Regions from separate parts of the Sus scrofa genome. Here region 2 is linked to region 1. A link is a contact called in public Hi-C data. All regions are on one chromosome and are shown on one strand. The core of a region is the stretch at or near the end of the contact, and the rest is flanking DNA. Distances in the headings are between cores, read along the strand shown. Region 1 has its middle 12 kb from the start of BOD1. Region 2 overlaps ERGIC1 (endoplasmic reticulum-Golgi intermediate compartment protein 1).

Evidence for each region. Hi-C and Micro-C count contacts between places; a contact is called where the count stands out from the background.
Region 2: a contact with region 1 is called in a Hi-C map of skeletal muscle, with 12 times the contacts expected there. The contact joins two enhancer-like sites. A contact is called at or near these places in 1 of 47 Hi-C or Micro-C datasets (skeletal muscle) and 1 of 2 datasets of contacts at active chromatin or transcription factors (skeletal muscle).

The regions. Positions count from the first base shown.
Region 1 is chr16:50,744,812-50,747,725 of Sscrofa11.1, forward strand. No RefSeq gene overlaps it. Among named protein-coding and RNA genes, the nearest start is that of BOD1, 12 kb to the left of the region's middle. Within about 2 kb of position 1,425, at least 5 of the 83 cell types and tissues checked have an H3K27ac peak or open chromatin away from gene starts, as enhancers often do. A contact at or near this core is called in skeletal muscle, where this site is marked.
Region 2 is chr16:51,362,288-51,365,201 of Sscrofa11.1, forward strand. The region is part of intron 1 of ERGIC1 (endoplasmic reticulum-Golgi intermediate compartment protein 1); the gene reads right to left. Among named protein-coding and RNA genes, the nearest start is that of ERGIC1, 40 kb to the right of the region's middle. Within about 2 kb of position 1,429, at least 35 of the 83 cell types and tissues checked have an H3K27ac peak or open chromatin away from gene starts, as enhancers often do. A contact at or near this core is called in skeletal muscle, where this site is marked.

The DNA of each region.
Region 1 (2,914 bases), core at 175-2,674:
CTGCATTCTTGACGGAGTCCTCAGGCTTGGGTATTGGATTAGGCAGGCAGAACCTAGAAAAATCTTGTGTGTTCTGAGGTAAAGAATTTCCCTGAGGAAGATCAGGCCACCAAAAATATCTCACCCCTAAACACTTGGCTATATTCATTCCTAAACAGGAAACTAGTTGCCCTGGACCTCAAAGCTTCTCCCTGGAGTTGGAAAAACCACTGCCATTTGCAAAAGCCTCATGAAGCACAGAACTGACCTCAGTAAGACATCAACAAATATGACCAATCTTTAGAAACCATCAAAGCCTGAGAGTCGCGATCACAGAAGAACCCCACGCTCGCTTTCGTAGTCCACTTCCTTCGCCTGGAGCAGCATCTACAATTGCTGCTGGAGACGGTTGCTCCCAGCATGTCTCCAGGTACCAGTCTAAATGCTCGACTGGTGTTGCCAGACCAAGAGGTCCACCCAGTCATGATGGTTTAACTCTTTTTTTTTTTTTTTTTTTTCTTTTTAGGGCCACACCCGCAGCATATGGAAATTCCCAGGCTAGGCGCCGAATCAGAACTGCAGCTGCCGGCCTACACCACAGCCACAGCAACGCAGAGTCTGCGCCACAACTGCGATCTACACTGCAGCTTATGGCAGCACCAGATCCTTAACCCACTGAGCAAGGCCAGGGATTGAACCTGAGTCTTCATGGATACTGGGTTCAGTCAGGTTCATTACCACTGAGCCACAATGGGAACTCCTCTCTCTTATTTTTTTCCTCCACTTACAGAAGTTTGTGACTCTTAGGTCACATTTTCAGGCACTGTTTTATCCTATTTCTGCCATTTACTCTTAGCTTCTATGTACTCCCAAGGGGCTGTAGAGGTCCATGCATTCTGTGTCACTCACTAGTGCTGTGGACTGAATAAATACTAGCAGGTTCATTACAGCAGGGCTTCTCTGAGCATAATCACCCGACCAGCAGCAGCATCACCCTGGAATTAGATGTGCAGCCCCAACCCCAGACCTATTGATTCAGAGACTTGGAGAGGGGGCCAACAAGCCTTCCAGATGATTCTGACACACACTAAAAATCATTTTCACTTTAGGAAACCTTTTTGGGAAGTCAGCGATGCTGACTGTAATGACAGTTGGATTGTGTTAATGGATAAACATAGTGTCTACATAGTGGATGAAATCAGTGTCTATTCTAATAGCTCCGGAAGGCGAGACTATGATCTCTTTTTTATTTTTTATTTTTATTTTTATTTCTCCTAATCATCTCATTAGTCCGTTGCAAGGACTGTGCATTTGGCCATTTTGGCTTAGAAATGTCTGCGTGTCGTTTACACCTCCTAAGCTTTCAAAAGCTATAAGCCGTCTTCTTAAGATGAGTTTGCTAAGCAACTCAGGATTTTGCCAGGAACCCTGCAGGAAGGCTGCCAGTGGCTACTAAAGATAGAGGAGCGATGTCTGGGGGGACTTAGCAAAGGTCAGGGCCTGGCTGTGCCCAAGGCTGGCACCGAGGTTTGGACTTGAAAATTGCGTCTGGATCAGCACTGGCTGGAGGCCAGGTACTGCCTCCTTGGCTGCCCAAAGGCTGCTGAGGACCGGGTGGGAAGCAGACAGGAAAGCTGGAGCAGACAGGCTTTCTTTGGCGCTGTGTATTGCACCCTGTCCATCACCTTACCCACGGAGGAGCCAAGAGGTCAGCTTTTATGGTCTTGTCACTGGGGATGGGCTCAGGTCCAAGGCCATGTGGTAGTAATTACCCAGCCTCTCAAATTGGTCACACAGCCTGAGACCTAGCTAGCCTTTCTGACTCCAGCCTCCAGGCTCCCATTTGGCCATCATTCTTGAAACACTGCTTTCATCAAGTATCTTCCTCATTCAACAAACCTTTGAAAGGAAGAAGTAAATGAACCAGGTGCTGTCAGGTGGCAGACATTATTTTATGCACAATTTCATGCGGTTCTCATGACCCTGTTAGGTAAGATCTACCCTCCCTTTTAAGGACGGATAAGGAAGGCAAAACTCAGGTGGAGCATTTACCCATCATGCAACTCTTAAGTAGGGAAGGAAGTCTGCAGCCAAGCCTCTCAGCAGTCAAAGCCCATAACTCCCCATCCCCCGCTTTGCTCCTTGGCCTCCCTATTATAAGAACCAGTTCAAGCTTGTCAGTCCTCTGGGGTCCACCCTTCATTCCAAAACGAAGGTAGGCCCAAATCAAATCAACCTGTACTTGACCTCGTACATCTCATCGCCCGCCCTTAGCTCTGGCCAGCCTTTGCTCCCCCTTCCCCTGCTCAAGGGTATGTCCCAGGGCAGTTTGCAAACTGGCAGGCTGCCCTGCTGTGCCCTCCACCTGTGTTCTGTCGGCTAAGGAGTTCTGACAGCTGTCTGTTGCTTTGTTTTCAATTAATTAGCACTTTTTTTAAAAGGGGAGATTTCTGTATAGAACGATATTGCTGGCTCCTAAAGGAAAACGGCAAAGTTTGGAAACACTTTTGTATTCCCACTGGATAACCACCAGGGCCAGTACGATAGCATCTCACCATTCCTGACAACATGCGGGACATGCAAATGCCACTGTCTGGCTTCACCCATTTCCATCGCCCTGCTGGGTCCCGAGGACATTTGAATTGGAAATACTTGCCCTAGAGGATCCTTGTCTTATGGTTACTTGACATAATTCAAAAGCATCTCTTTAGCTAGAGGACCAAATTCTAGACTTTAATTTTCCATAAGAGACTACATTTTTAAGCTACGTGAGTTGAGCTCTAGAATCTTAAAGATGGGAAGGGAGCCTGAGGGTCCCTCACATCCCCATCTGGGTGTCCAGACAGAACAGGCTGAGGACACATGAGAGTGACAGGATGTCTACACATGGAGAGATGGGTTCGAGGTGCAAGGAAGAAGCAGACCGAGAAATCAG
Region 2 (2,914 bases), core at 179-2,678, 620 kb after region 1:
GAGAGCAGGGGCCTGTCTGCTTTGAGTTCCACCATATCCTCAGAGCCTAAAAAAGCACCTGGCACCCAGTAGGACTGCAGAAATATTTCAAAATGGATGAAGGAGGCAGTGTTTCTCAAAGTCTGGTCCATGAACCACTGCCTCCGAATCTGCCAGGAAGCTGGTTAAATTTGCAGATTCCAGGGGCCCACGGCAGAATGAACTAAACCCAGCATGGGGGTGGGGAGGGCAGAAATCTGCATGGCCAAAAAAAGTGCAGTTCAGGAAATGACAGGGCAGGCACGGACTGCTAAAGTGTAAGTCACGCGTTTACTTCCAACTTCAAATTTGTTTCCTAAGACTTTCCGCTTGCACCCACCTGAGTTACCACAGGTCAACAGAGGGACAGGCAAGGACACTTCCAGGGCTCTGATCCTATTGGCCAAGTATGACTTAGGACCCTTGACCTACTCTATCCCACTCAATCCCTCTCCCCATCACCCACAAGGGGCCATCAACAAATGTGGAAACTGGAAGCATCCGGTGTGGCTCAGCAGTAACAAGCCTGACCAGTAGCCATGAGGATGCGGGTTCCATTCCTGGCCTCGACCAGTGACTTGGAGATCTGGCGTTGCCGTGACCTGTGGTGCAGGTCACAGACACAGCTTAGATCTGGCATTGCCGTGACTGTGGTATAGAGGCCGGCAGCTGCAGCTTGGATCTGGCATTGCCGTGACTGTGGTATAGAGGCCAGCAGCTGCAGCTCCGATTCGACCCCTAGCCTGGGAATTCTGGGAACTTCCATATGCTGCAGGTGCGGCCCTAAAAAGAAAAAAAAAAAAATGTGGAAACCAAGACTCAAGGAGGCTTAGCCACTTGCCTAAGCTCACACAGCCAACAAGAGCAGGGTCAGGATTGGAACCTGGGTCAGCTTCCCCTGGAGGCTGCACACTGACCCTCTGCGCCCTCCCCAAAGTGCCACACTGGCCCCGGGGGAGCCTGACTGTCCCTGCTGCCCTCTCTCACCCGTGCACAGCCCAGCACCTTCAGTGGGCTGGGGGCACTTACTGAGTGAGAGGAGGAGGAGTAGGGGTCCCGTGGAGCTACAGAACCGTGATGCAGTGCCACTGAGGCCCTGGGAGGGACCCTCAGCCCCCCGGGCTCCCCCGCCCTGCAAGAGCCTGATGAGCTCATGGTCCCACAGAAACAGGAAAAGGCCTGGTGTCGCAGCCCAAGGCCGGCAGGCAGCCGGGTGCTTGGCTGGGAGTCAGGCTTCCCAGTCGTCAAGGCCACAGGGAGCAAGGGCCAGGGCACAGCCAGGGCCCCCGACGTGTTTCCAAATCACTGGAAACAGGACGCGGTGGCCGGCCCCACACCGGGACACAACATCCCCAGCGCAGACGCTATAAATGGAAATGTATTCTTAGAGAGGGGCAGGACGCGAGCGGGGTTTTTCAGAAGTGACCCATCATCGGATAAAAATACAGACGGCATTTAAATGCTCAGTGGCAGGAGCTATTCCGGGGACTGGATTCTCATCTCCGTGGCTCCCCGCCAGGGCACGGCCTTCCACAGAGATTTAAAAGGAAGAAATGATTGGTGCCGGTATTTTTAAGTTTAGGAGGAGAGAACAGGGGGGAAAGACAGCTGGGGGGAAAGATCCTCATGGAAAAGGCCCCCTGTGAGGAACCCCAAGTGTCCTTTGCCCTCCACCTGCCCGCGGGATTCAGTTTTACTCTGTGCCCTGAGACACCCCCCCCCCCACATCCTCAGCCCCCTGGAGACGTCAAGGCTGAGTTCCTGCAAAGGGCGAGAGTAGAAGCCTAGGACTGGATTAAGACTGGGTCACTTTCCCGCACAGCAGAAATTGATAGAACATTGTCAATCAACTACACTTTAATTAAAAAAAAAAATTTTTATAAAGACTGTCAGAGATTTGCAGGTCAGGGAAGAAAAACAGGGCAAAAGCTGGAGGTGGAGCCGGTGTCGTGGGGAAGGCAGGGACAGCACTGACGAAGCACCTCCCACCAGCCAGCCTGTGAACTCACGTCATTTCATCAAATTCTCAAAACCGCTCAAGATGGCAAAATGAGACTGACTCCCGTTTTTACAGGAAAAGGAACCGAGGCTCAGCAAAGACAGTGCAGAGAGGGTGAATCTGGGGCTGAGACCCTGAGTGCAGGAAGATGAGCAGAAAAGCAGCTGGGAAAAGGGGTGGAAATGTGTCTCAGGCAAAGTGACAGCTCTGGCCAAAGATCGTGGCTCTGGAAGCCGGAGGTCACTCGAGCAGCAGGTGGCAAAGCTGGGGTCGATGCCCTCATCTGCCTGGACTCAAAGTTACTGCACCTCGCGCGCCCAGGAGCAGCTCTGTGCTTTAGGAAACCAGGTCTGGCTCCGCAGTTACAAGGTGAGATGTTCACAGAGGCCCACGTGAAAAGGCACCCGGAAAGGAATCAAAGGATTTTCCTTGTTGGCCCCAGGGAGAATCGGTTGGTGACCAGTTTCTTTTGGTCACATCTTGGTACTTTCAGTTGTTCTATAATAAATAGGTTATAAACAGCAAAATAAAAACAGGGTTTTAGGAGACCTGTTTTGGGCTCCCCAGTCCATCTCTTTATTATCTGCCCCTTCACCCCACCTACCCCAGGACCCTAGCAACACTTTCTGTTCTAGAAAGGCCTCCTCTGCCCCAGATTCTGGGCCTCTGCATGCAGTGTGCCTCTGGCTGCAGCACCCCGCTTTCTCCTCCTCAGCCAGCTCACTCATTCTCTCTGTCATTACAGAGTGGCCACCATGGACTGGGCACTGTTCTAGGTGCTAGGAACACCTTTACCTGGCTTACATCCCAGTGCAGGAGACAAGAAATAAATGACCTAATACAGGTCAGTGCCATGAAGAGACATATACCAGGCTCAGGCGATAAAGCGTAAGATGG